Linked DNA regions of Oryctolagus cuniculus: region 1 is linked to region 2. A link is a contact called in public Micro-C data. All regions are on one chromosome and are shown on one strand. The core of a region is the stretch at or near the end of the contact, and the rest is flanking DNA. Distances in the headings are between cores, read along the strand shown.

Evidence for each region. Hi-C and Micro-C count contacts between places; a contact is called where the count stands out from the background.
Region 1: a Micro-C map of ear pinna shows a contact between it and region 2, with 7 times the contacts expected there. The contact joins the promoter of WASL here to the promoter of NDUFA5 in region 2. A contact is called at or near these places in 2 of 6 Hi-C or Micro-C datasets (ear pinna and psoas muscle).

Annotation. Positions count from the first base shown.
Region 1 is chr3:159,984,010-159,990,679 of mOryCun1.1, reverse strand. It overlaps WASL (WASP like actin nucleation promoting factor), which reads left to right and starts at 4,371. Exons shown (of 11, transcript XM_002712090.5): 1 at 4,371-4,899. The coding sequence starts at 4,777.
Region 2 is chr3:159,789,660-159,796,582 of mOryCun1.1, reverse strand. It overlaps NDUFA5 (NADH:ubiquinone oxidoreductase subunit A5), which reads left to right and starts at 4,457. Exons shown (of 5, transcript XM_002712094.5): 1 at 4,457-5,639; 2 at 5,940-5,984. The coding sequence starts at 5,541.

The sequences.
Region 1 (6,670 bases), core at 3,122-5,621, 190 kb before region 2:
GCTGTTGCATTTCCAATCTAGCTCTCTGCTAACGCTCTTGGGAGAGCAGTGGAAGCTGGTACAAGTACTTAGGTCCCTATACCCATATGGGAGATCCAGAAGAAGCTCCTGGCTCTTGGCTTTGGCCTGGCCATCCATGGTCATAGCAGCCATTTGGGGAATGAATCAATGGGATGGAAAATCTCTCTCTCTCTCTCCTCTTTAATTCTGCCTTTCAAATAAATAATTTTTAAAAGATAAATCTTCACCATTTATAATAGGAAGTTAACAGCTGTGTTTTAAATTGATTAGTAAATAAATAGAAATGGCATATTATGTATAAGTTTACAGGTAAAACCAGAAGAAATAGATCCAAGAGCTCAAAGTAGATGTTTCTGAAGACAGCACATGGGAATGCAGGAAGGAGTATGGACATTTTAAGTTTTGTAGCACCAATCAACTACTGGAATCCTGTATATTTGTCACTTTATAAAAATAAAAATTGACTTTAGAAAACGTATGATAGATCATATTCTTTACCCCAATACTATTAGTGAAATAATAAGGTCATGTGACATCTTCAAATTATTCCAAGTATCCAAGCTATCTGCTCACCTACACTGAAGAGTAACCTTGAACACATTATAATAAAGTCAAAGGTATTCATTTGGAACATTAAACTAAGAGCCATCAAATATATATTAAAGAGCTGTGGCTGGAATACCAGTAAGTGGGAGCCTTGGGATCTGACATTCGGAATTTTTGAAATCATTTCTTGAATAAAAGTAGGTATTAAGTATCTGGAGACTTAGTCATATAGTGTTAGGAACTCACTGATAATTCACTAGCATGAATAACAATTCAGTTTTTCAGTAATAAAAAATCAGAATGAGTTGTAAATAAGCTAATAATTCCTTAAAATGTAAGCTCCAAAGAGCCTTATGCTTAAAATAATCTTTAAAGGGAGAGCAAAAAAAATTTTGCTAGCTTACTTTTCAAGATTTTAGTTCATGAAAAATAGTCAACATGCAACTTGGCAGAACATCCACTAGGAAAATTCTTTTCAGCACTGCAGTATGCAACATTTACATTAAATGTGCAGAGATATTTTACAACACGAACATTTTCAACTCCCGATGCTTGGAGATTGCATGAAAGAAATGACATTCCTCACCTCTACAGAATCTAGATTTTCTGTTGCTCTGTCTCTGTTCACTCAGTTCTGCTGCACTCAAGCAGTACATCAGTGCCCACAACTGTGACTGAAAAGGTTGGTGAGTACCACGGATTGCCACGCACTGCTATCTCCACACTACCCCAACGCCGCCCCAGTGAAGGGTGTCATGACACTTTAAATGATTAACATTAGCCAGGGAATAGTGTGTTGCAGAAGACTTGTAGCAACACATAAAACAGTGATACTTGTAAAGAAGAAAAATGGATAACTAAGGATCAGGACAAGAGAAAATTGCAAAGTATAATGATAGCAGCAGGGAATGCCTCTGAAAATATGCCCTTACTCCCATAAACACTACTGCTGATGTTTTCTGTGAAAATGAGGCTTCTATCTTAACGGATCACAGCAAAGAAATAAAGTTTTAGAACAGGTTCTAGTTGAGGCAAGGAGTTATGTGGAAGAAATTAAATGCAAGAATTGCCTTATGTATATGTCATGTACATATTTTAATATAGCATATATGTTTTATATGTATATGAAGATAAAGTCCTCACAGTCTTCTTAACCTGGCTTACAAACTTCAAGCTACTTCCAGATGAAGTGAAATCAAATGCTTATTTCCTGGATTAAATCCAACCCCTGAAACTGGGTAAAAAGAATTTGAGATAAGAATATAATTTGCCAAAGAAAACAAAGTTGAAAGATGTCTTGTGTTCTGCCAAACAGAGGATATGCTATCAAGAATGAAAGGCAGAAAGGACTTGCTAGAACTTTTGAAATAAATATAGCCGGCACTTCTTGATCTCAGGGTAAACGTGGAAAAATAGAATCCTTTATGCATGATAAGGGGGAAACCCTAAGTGTTGCCTGTTCACATGCTCAAACGAGTAAGGAAGTCCTATTTCCAATGAAACCTTCATGCTTACACTTTCCATATTTGCAGAATATCAAGGAGTTGGAAAAAGCCCAATGAAAAGCAAAATATAACATTGAAGAAAATAAAAGCTTAAAGTGCAGTTTTATGAACTTTGGGCTAAGGAAAAATTAAAGAAACTGGGCCTGAGGAAAAAGGGCTAAGGAAAAATTAAAGAAACTGGGCTTGAGGAAAAAAGTCTATGATGATCTTAATTTTCAATCTTAAGAAATCTAAATAAAATTGAACAAGGGTTAATAGAAAATTGCATTTGGGTAAGACAAATATTTTTGGAAGAAATAAAGCAATTTAAACTGCAGTCTGGGAATATAAGAGGTTGAAAGACTACCAAAACTAAAAATACTGTGATCTACACATTTTAAAAGCTGATATTGTAGCATAAAAATTCTTTCAGTTTTTATTAATTACAAGTGAACAGGATTCCTAGATTTATAGTTTTTCAATGTTTTGCTATATTGGCATACTGGGGTATACTATCCTGCCAACAAAGAGAAAATGCTCCAAATTTACCATCATATATTTGGAGATTTTGTAGAGTTGTAAATTCTAAGGATAGCTTTTAGGGTTAGACAGAACAAAGGTAAAACAATATATTTTCATTCAACTTGAGCCTTTAGCCAAAGGAGAATAGAATAGACGATAGGCAAGGACAGTAAGTGACAACTAATACTTGAGTACTCACTACATGTAAGTTCCTTATATGTGCTATCATATTTTGCAACTTGGAAATAGGTGCAATTTCAATACTTACACTACACCTTTACGAAACAAATCGTTTTCATTTTATGGATGAGGAAATAGACTTACAGAAGTTAACTTGTCCAAAGTTCCATAAAGTTCTAAGAGGCTTAACAGGAACTGCCACTTAAAGTATACCTGAAGTCTGTACTTTTAGTATTAAACTTATTTACAGGTTCAAAAACATAAGGGTTTTGGTGTCTATCACTTCCCAGTAACTTTAACAGCTTGCTGCTGTTACTCTGCTTTCCACCTGTAGCTGCATTTGTGATCAAAGACAAAATAGCACCCAGGTTTATCTTCTGTGATTCAGAGGTAACTCCGGATCTACATTTCCACTACTGTCCTTTTAAACTACTTTATGAACAGTTACCCCTCCATTTTTCTATAACATTATTAATCAAGGTCAAGTTTGAAATATCCACATATTATATGAAAATCTCCAAGGTGTAACGCCCTCATTTCCTTTTGCAGATTTATAACTGCTCAATTTTACTAGACCATCTTTAACCATAAATTTTCCTAATATTTCCCAAGTGCACTGATAATGGTTTATTCATCTACTTAATACATTGGGGATTTCTATGGGAAGTTACCAGAGCCACTAAAATCAAATAGCTTTATCAAAGTTTGTCTTAGGAAGATGTCTTCACATACCACTTTTTTTTTTTTTTATTGAAACTGAGAATTAGCAAACACATTAAAGTGTGTGCACAAATGCGGATACGTTTAACGTGGAGGTCAGACGCACGATTCATTGTTCCCCGTGGACCAGTTTTACCATTTCCATATTTCAAAATTTCCTCTCACAACAGTTGTGGAGCATATAAGCTTACTGAATAAAGGGGGTTATCCCAGACAACTTACAACATTTCTGCACACACATCAGCTCGAGGTTTACCTCTAAGAATTTAACCAGGTAAGGCGTTTTCCGGCCGTGACTTCTCAAAATGAGAAACAATACAAGAACTCTGGGTAGATACAATACAAGAACTTTGGGGTTCCAAAGAAAGAGAAAAAGATGGGGGGATTATCTCCCAATTCACGGAGTGGTTGTAAGTTCAGGGTCCTTGAAAGACAGAACTCGAATTTAAATGGTACACATCCTAGAGCATTTATCGCACGTGACAAGCGAGCCAGGGGGGCGGCGGAAGCGTTTTCTAAGCGCGTTTGGAGACTTGCCCGCATCAAGATGCGTTTCAGGAACGCAGGGAGAGAGGCCTGCGTCTCCGCTCCCTCTGGGGAAGTCGGGTCGGGAGTGTGCACCTGCGGCTCAGCCCCAAGCCGGCGGCACGCGCGCCCAACTGTCCCCTCCAGATTCCAGACCTTTCTGACAGGCGGCGTGCGCGTCCCACTTCCGCCACTGAGAAAGGACGCTTCGCAAGGTGCGCACCCTCAGAAGAGAGGGCGGCGGACCACCGCGGTAGCGGATCCTCATCCTCTCCTCAGTCCCTGGTACCCAAAGGCCACAGGCCGGAGCCAGGTCCGGGAGCCGAGCCCCACCAGCCCCCGCGCGGCCGGAAAGGGGCGGGGCTTCGGCCGGCGCGGCGAGGCCTGCCCCGGAGTGGGGGGGTTCCTCCCGCGTTTCCGGCGCGCTCCCCCGCGCCCTGCGTACTGTGGTCTCGCCCGCCCCTGCTGCCATGTTGGATTGTGCGGCCGCCGCCGGCGCCGCAGGAGGCTTGTAGGAGGAGTTGGGAGTTTAGCGCAGTCGCCGGAGTGCGAGGACAACGACCATCGGGCCTAAGCCTAGCCGGGCTGGAGCTGGGAGCGTCCTTTCCTCCGCGCGGCCCGCCGTCAGCTCCTCCTCCTCCTCCCCGCGCCGGAGGAGCCTCGAGATGCTGCGCTGGTGACTCCGCTGCTTCTCGCCCCTGTCACTGAGAAGGGGGGACGAGCGTGGCCCACTCACCGGAGGACACGGCCCTGGACTCTCATCCCCGCCGGCGCAACCATGAGCTCCGGGCAGCAGCAGCAGCAGCCGCCGCCGCCGCGGAGGGTCACCAACGTGGGGTCCCTGCTGCTCACCCCGCAGGAGAACGAGTCCCTGTTCACGTTCCTCGGCAAGAAATGTGTGGTCAGTGGTCGAGAACTGCGTCGCTACCTTCGACGTTGCCCGCCGGGGGCCTGGGCTTGGGGACCGGGAAGGAGGCGCGAGTGGCGCGGGGAAAGAGTCCCGCCGCGAGCCAGGCCTCCCGCGGCCGGCGCCCTCGCCCTGCTCCCTGGGTGCGGGCCGGGGCAGCCGGACGCCGTCTCCGGAGCTGCCCGAGAACAAGGGAGTGTCACCTCCGCGGCCCTTCCGCGGCCCGCGCCCTGGCTGCCGGTTCCAACTTTACTCTCAGAGCGCCCGAGCCCCTGACGCTCAGAAAGGGGACCACCCCTGTTCTGCCCTCGCGTCACCTCCTGTGTGGAACCCGGGCGTCCCTTTCCTAACAATGCCAGAGGTTTGGGGAGTGGGTAGGTCTCGGGGAGTGGAGCCCCTTGCAGATTGCAGCAGGGAGTGGATGGAGTGCAGGTTCCTGGGAACTCCAGGATCAGAACAGGGGCAGGAAGCGCTGCTGCTCCCCAGTGCACAGAAGCAGGGTTTATTTCCACAGCAGCCTCGCCTAGGCCTGGTTTCTAATCTCCTCCCCACTGATTTTTTTATTTTTGCATTTGTAGGAGCGGGTGCTGTTCTCCCCGCAGCCTTGCGCACGGAAACCTCGATCTCTAGTAGTTCTTGGCCTTTGGGGCCGAGAGTGGTTCTTAGGCTGGTGCTGTGCGGCCGGTTCCAACCCCAGATGGCCGGTTGGGAGCAAGGAAGGGGCAGGGTGCTGTGGGAAGGAGAATGTGTGTTGTTGACGGAAGCATTCATTACATTGGCTGCTGGCACTTCTGGGGGTGGGGAGGTTCTGCTCCGTGGTATAGGCCTTGTGTCGGGATCTTTCTGCGGTGCCTGGCTTGAGCTGCAGTCAGTGCTGGCTGGGACCCTTTCTCCCTGCTTGCTGGCACCTGCAGAGTTTGCGCTGGAACCCAGGAAACACCCACGGAAATTTCAACAGGGTAGTGTCACTCTGTCACCCTCTTTAGGCATGTTAAGAGATGCCAAACCAGATTGCACCTGTTTGTTTAAAAAGTTAGGGTTAAACAGTTTCTGGAAAGTTACCAGATTAAGTGTTAACTTTATTAGAGGCTCCTCTTTATATCTTGTGCCACACAGTTGGAGACTGAATCATTCCATTCAGTTTTAGGGGTATTTCGTATTTCTGGATGTAGATCTTAAAGAACATGGAGTTTACTGATCGAATGATCAGAATGAAGGACAGAAGGGCGGCTCAGAATCACATTTTTGTGAAACAACTTTAAATATAATTAACTTCCTCCTCGCCCACACAATTTTGTAAACAAATGGGAAAACTTAGCCACTGAGCACCAAGTCACACAACCATTTGGTAATGTAACTGGAACTAGAAAACCAGGACTCCTGGTGCTTAGGCCCATTTTACTTTCCACTACATCATGTTGTTTTAGTTAGAAGAGGATCTTTTTTTTTTCTCCTTACTGTTTTGTTTGTAAAAGTGATGCTAAAGGAATCACCAGTTCATTCTTTATTGTCAGAAACTAAGAAAAAATGCAGGATTTCTAAAGCAGCACTATTTTTCTTTTTACTTTTTTTTCAGTTTACACTCTCCAGCTCTTTGTTATCTGTAAATGAACAAAAAATCCACTTTGCTGGTTTATTACATATGTTGGATAATCTGTATCCAAAAGGAAGTAGTTGTACATGTTTTACATACCAGACATACTAAAACTTTAGGTAGGAAGCATATTACACATATTATACACAAGTATACTGACAAATTGCTCTG
Region 2 (6,923 bases), core at 3,208-5,707:
TGTGTGTGTGTGTGCGCATGTCCAAATTTCCTCTTTTAATAAAGTACCAACAGAGGTATCACCCCTATTGGGTAAGATCCCACCTTAGTGATCTCAGCTTACTTATATTTGTGATGAATCTGTTAACAAAAAGGCTCACCTTCTGAGTTAGCAGACGTTTAGATATCAATGTGTGAATTTGGGGGAATATAGTATTAGGGTTTTCCAGGAAAACAGAATCAATGGGATATTGGTGGGGATAGGATGCAGAATTAAGAGATAATGCTCATGTCCATGAACTTTCAGAAACCCCTGTGTGTGTGTGTGTGTGTGTGTGTGTATGTATGTATGTAGCGGTAGACAGAGAGAAAGAGAGAGAGATACATTTATCATAGGAACTGGCTCACACAATATGGAGGCTGAACAACCCCATGATGATCAGCCTCGTTAGGCTGGAAAACCAGGAAATCTGGTAGTGCAATTCAGTTTAAGTCCAGTGGGAGCCAGTTAGGTCCTTTTTGGAGTCTGAAGGCCTGGAGACTTGGAGCACTGATGCCTGAGGGTCAAAGGGAATGTGTATCCCAGCTCAAAGAAGAATGAGTTTCTTGGCCTTTTTGATTTTCAACAAATTAGATGATATACAGCTACATTTGTGGCTGTAGTCTTTGCTTCAGTCTATGGATTCTAACACTAATTTCTTTAGAAACATTCTCAGAGACCACAGATGCACACATAAATAATGCTTTGCCAGTTATTTGATTATATTTTAGCCTGTGCAATTTGGAGATTTATGTGAAAGGACTTTAAAAAGTTTGTATATTTTATGAAATAAGATCAGTTTATATAGGTACAAAAAATTTTGAAATCTCTGCATATGAGGAATCTTCAAACAGCTCAGACAAAATATATACTATGAAAAAACTACGCATGGATTTCAAAATTTTCTAAACCAAAATCAGCTTATCTTTTTAAAAGTTTATATTTATTCACTTGAAAGGCAGAATGAATGAATGAGAGAGAGAGAGAGAGAGAGAGAGCTTCCATCTACTGGATTACCCCCAAAATGTCCTCAATAGCCGATCCAGGGCCAGGCCAAAGCCAGGTGCCAGCAATTCCATCTGGATTTTCCATATAGGTACCAGGGATACAGGTACTTGAGCTTTTACTTGCCGTCTCACAGGGTGCACATTAGCAGAAAGCTGAATGGGAAATGGAGGTGAGACTCTATCCTAAGCACTTGGGCCTGGGATGCAGGCAACTCAAGCAGTGGCTTAATCCTCAATCCTCTATGTCACAACTCTTGCTCCAACTAATCTTTTCATTCCATTTCCCCACAAACTTTTGGCAGTCCCCTTGCACATATGTGAGCATGTGCAGGTGTGTGTGTATGTACATTATATATATTCTACTGGCTGAGGTGTCTGTGTCTAAGCGAGGGGTGGGGACTTTGTAGGCAGGTGTAAAGACTTTGGCTTTTACACTTGAGTGAAAAAAATCCAATGAGGATTTTGAGCAAAGTGCTGTGGAAAAGGTTTGTTATAGCTCCTGGGTTGAGAATAATCATAGTGAAACAGTTAAGTTGATAGCAATTAAATGTGTGGTGTTATGTTTTGGGTACTGAGCCAGCCATTTTGCCCATATTAAGTCTCTTAATGTATCCTGGAGAAGGAGGCAAGAAAGATAGCAAGGAGAACTTTAGGGTATTCATTTTTAAAACTGATTTACAGAAATTCCTTACATATTCTAAGCACCATTTATCTTTGGGTTATTATATGTGGTTGCAAATGCCTCTTCCCAGCCTATGGGTTGTTTTATTATTTAAGTTGCATCTTTGATTATTCAGAAGTTTAAAGTGTTAATGCAGTCACAATCATCAATCTTTTTATTGATGGTTTTTCTTTCATTTTTTTTTAGACTCTTGCACTTGGCCTTTCTGCCCCTACACTTGCCACACTCAGACATATTCTTTGCATTGCCAATGATGTGACATCTATGTAAATATCAATCTCAATCCCAGTGCTCCCTGTTTAAAACCCTTAGAGAAGTGCCTATGGCTATATGACACTCATCATTCAGTGATCTGTAGGTGGGCTCTGTGAGATTGTAGTAAGGGCCATTTATTTGTATACACAGATGAAACTTGCACATTTTACCTCGCGGCTCATCTACTGAGGCCCAAGGTTAAAGACTGCATTCTGACCTGTCTCCAGAGGACCTCTCTGGGCACCTTTTCTTGCATTTTTCCCACTCCCAGAGAATTATTACTCCTGTTATATTTACTTGCTTTCTCAAAAGCATCTGCTGTTCATACCACAGGGTCGGAACCCATTTTTGATGGGGTTTTAGCCCAAATTTGAAGTCCAAATTATCTTTCTTTTGTTGCTTGTGCTTTTAGTATTATTGCTAAGAAGCCACTACCTAACCCAGGATTATAAAATTTCCAGTAGTTTTTTTTTTTTTTTGACAGGCAGAGTGGACAGTAAGAGAGAAAGACAGAGAGAAAGGTCTTCCTTTGCCGTTAGTTCACCCTCCAATGGCCCCCGCGGCCGGCGCACTGCAGCCAGCTCACTGCGCTGATCCGAAGCCAGGAGCCAGGTACTTCTCCTGGTCTCCCATGGGGTGCAGGGCCCAAGGACTTGGGCCATCCTCCACTGCACTCCCTGGCCACAGCAGAGAGCTGGCCTGGAAGAGGGGCAACCGGGACAGAATCCGGCGCCCCAACCGGGACTAGAACCCGGTGTGCCGGCGCCACAAGATGGAGGATTAGCCTAGTGAGCCATGGCGCTGGCCTCCAGTAGTTTTTCTTAGGGCTTTTATTCTAAGAGTTTTATTGTTTTAGCTCTGGCCATAGACCTGTGTTCCATTCTAAATTATTTTTATGGTGGGTGATGTGGGATGGGGTGGTCCAGCTTCAATCTCTTGCACATGGCTATCCAGTTTTCCCAGCACCAGTTGCCGAAAAAATGTTTTTCCATTGACTTATTCCAGCTCCCTCTTGAAAATCAAAGTTAAGATTTATTTTTGGACTCTAAATGTTCTATTGATCTGAATGTCAGTCTTTTGCTAATACCACACTATCTTGAGTAATACATTTTGGTAGTAATGTTTGAGATATGGAAGTAAAAGTCTTCCAGCTTTGTTCTTTTTTCAAATTTGTTTTTGGTCATTCTTGGTCATGTACATACTGAGCTATTAACCACCTACAAGCCAAGAGAAAAGGCCTCAGCAACCGATCTATCTTATCTTTGAACTATCTATCTTGAACTTTGACATCCCAGGATCTAGAACTATGAGAAATAAATTTCTGTAGTTTAAACACCACTTTCTATTGTACTTTGTAATGGTAGCCTGAGCTGGTCTTGGCTATATTAATGCACCCTTTCTGAGTTTATTTAATAGTTTTTGTGTGTATTTTTTTAATATTTCTATATTCAAGGTCCTTCATTATGAGTGGAGATAGTTTTACTTCTTTCCATTTATTCTAAATCTCTCCATATTCCCTCCATTTTCAGAACTGCCTGATTGCCCTAGCAAAAACTTCCAATACAATGTTAAATAGAAATGGCTAGAGTTGACATCTTTGCCTTGTTACTGATCTTATGAGGAAGGAATTCAGCATTTCCACCTTAAGTGTGATGTTAACTGTGAGATTTTCTTAAATTCTTCTTATTAGGTTGAAGACTTTTCTGTTTCTAATTGGTTGGTTGCTTTTATCATGAAAGGGCATTGGTTTTGTCAAATGCTGCTTTGCATCTACTGAAATAATCATAAAGTTTTTGTCCTTTATTCTATTAAATGGTACACTATATTAATTCATTTTTGGATGTTAAACCAACCTTTATTCTTATAATAAATCCCACTTGATCATGGTGCACAATTCTTTTTCATATATTGCGGAACTTAGTTCGCCATATTTTTTAAGGATTTTTGTGTCTATTCATATGGGATATTGTTCTGAAGTTCTCTTGTGATCTCTTTGGTTGGTATCGGAATAATACTTGCCATATAGAAGGAAATATTTCCTCCTTTTCTATATTTTGGAATAACTCCTGAAAGAGTATTTGTTGACTGTTTTTTGGTGGAATTATCCAGTGAACTATCTGGACCTGGGCTTTTTTTTTGCACCCACCAAAAAACTATCCAGTTTTTTCCTTGCTAATACAATCTCTTTACTCATTGTAGATCTATTCAGATTTTCTATTTCTTTTTGAATTGTATACATAGTTTGTGTCTTTCTAGGAATTTATTTTACCTATAATATCTAATTTGTTAACATACAGTTGTTTGCAGTATTGCTTCTTATTCTTGTTCATTTCTATAAAGTCATGAATGATGGCTCTTTATTCTTGACAGTAGTGAGTCTTGTTTTTTTTCTAAAGGTATTGTCGACCTTTTCCAAGAATCAATGTCTGGTTTTACTGATTTTTCTCCATTAAAACATTTATTTATGCTCTAATCATTATTTCTTTTGCTCTGCTTTTCATTTAGTTTTCTTTTTCTAATTTCATGTCCCTAATCTTGCCCTCTTTCCCAACTCTTCCTCCTCAACTGTTACCAGTCATTTGTGTACCTGAAACATGAATTTGATATCACTCAGATATTTAAAATATTCTAATTGTTCTCATTTCTTAGAGAGTAAATTACAAAATCTGTAGGCCATTCATGACCTTAAGCAGTTTACCTTATCACATCTTTCCACTCACATCAAACCACCTGCAGTCATAGTGTACATTCTATCTGTCCCAATGTTCCTGTGTTGTTTGAATTTGTTGCGCTTTTCTCCTACTTAGAAAAATTCCTCGTTTTACTTGTCACCCACCATCTTCGGTTGGTTATTGCCTTTTCCTCGCGACCACACATTTCTTTTAGAACACTTACTAAGCCGTTCATTGATACAGATCTTCATTCTGTGGATCCCGGAGTGTGAGATCCCGCTTTACAGATTCCATCCCGGAAACGTGCAGATAGGGGGCGCTCAATCGCTGGTGTGGTATCGCGTCCGCTGGGAAAACGAGACAATGGAAGATGTACTGCAGCCAGGGAAGCCGCAAATAATCACCGGGCAGCGCCCCACACTGCATGCTGCTTCGGTTCCTAAGACTGAGGATACAGACAAGGAGCACTTTGGTCGATGTGAATTCAGCTCCACTACTGCTCACCTTCTTTAAAAAATGATTTAATTATTTATTTGAAATCAACTAAGGGAGGTTGAAGTCGCCAAAGGCTAAGCAGAGTGCAGGTGTCTACAGCGACTGCATCGGAGATACTTTTGGTAGTCTGGAGTGTTTCCCTCAACTTTGGGCAAGCCAACAGCCTTAGTAGGGACAGGGCCGAGACATAACACAGGTTAACACACGACCCTCCCGCCAACGGTCCCCAAGCCGAGCGTGGCCCCTAGTGTATTCATTGCGGGTGCGTCAATTTTCTTCTTTTGGGATTTGTGGGGCACAGCGTTTTGCTCTTTCGGAGATCTGGAGTAAGCGAAACCAGTTTCCAAGGTGTCGGAGAGGCGGCTTCCGCGGTCGATTGAGCAGGTCTGAGCGAGGTTTCCATAAGGCTGCATGTTCTCGGCTCCTCGATTGAGCAAGTCTGAGCCAGTTTCCCAGAAGGCTGTGCGTTCTCGGCTTCTCGGCTCAGCCATGGCTGGTTTGCTGAAGAAGGTGAGACAAATGGAGGTCACTTTGGGAATTGAGGGTGTCAGCCTGGCTTCAGCCTGACAGCCCGTTGCCCCGGGGGTGCGGGCTGAGTGCTGAGGTTTGGGGTTTTGTCCACGCACTGTTCTCGGGGTGATCAGGCTGGGGACTCTGCGCGGAGACGCGGAACTTTGCGAAGAGGCTTGCCCGACGGGCAGCGGGCTTAGACCAGGTTTAGCCTGGGAGTCGCGGTTTTGCAGCTCCGTCGCGTGGTGGACGCGTGGAAACCACAGTAAACAGCATGAATCGTGTTTTGTTTTTGAACAGACCACTGGCCTTGTGGGATTGGCTGTATGTGAAAGTCCACACGAGGTAGGTACTTTTTTTTTTTTTTTTTTTTTCTAATCCTCAAGTTCCCAAGGAAGATTGGAGCCCTGTGACCTTGTGTGTTGCAGCGTTAACCGGATACGGATATTTCAAACCCCAAACTACAACCCGCTCTTCAGGGCAAGAGCGTGATCCGATGCACCGCCTTTCCTGCAGACTCTTTGTTAAACTGTATTTCTAGAGATGTTTTTTTCCCCCTTGGTTTCTTGTAGCTTCTCTCTTGTCAGCGCCCTCCTAAATCTGTATCTTTCTTTTCTCTTTTTGATTTTAAAGATGTATTTACTGGAAAGGCAGTTACAGAGATAGGTCTGCCATCCTCTGGTGCGCTCCCCAAATGGCCCCAACTGCAGGAGCTGAAGCCAGGAGCTCCATCGGGGGCCCAAACACTTGGGTCATCCTTGCTTGTCTCCCAGGTGCGTTAGCAGGGAGCTCGACTGAACGTGGAGCAGCAGGTACTGAGACCTGAGCCCCATGGGGTGCTGGCCCCATTTCTGTATTTCCTCCTTTTTCATTTGTCTCATTGTGTCTGCGTGGGTGGTGTAGATGGTGTGCCTTTACCCTTGTACTGGGTCGTCTTTCTAATCAGCATTGAGGAAAGCTTCCATCAAAAAGGAAGCTCCTTTAAATCTTCTCCAATAACCACTCCATTTCTCTCCTTTTTATACTTATTCTCTCCAATTTTTTACTTCTCCTGGAATGCACTTTTAAGGTCACTGATAATTTTCTTTGTGCCAGTCTAGTGGTCAGCTGCTTACATTTCTCATCTTAATGGATCCAGTGGCAGCATTGACACATTTGGTGCTCTCTGTCAAGCACTTTGTTGGATGTCAAGATTATTCAGTTTCCTGTTGTGAACCCCCTGTCTTTAGTTTTCTGCTTTTCTGGTTAGTCCTCATATCCTTATTTATTTATTTATACTTACTG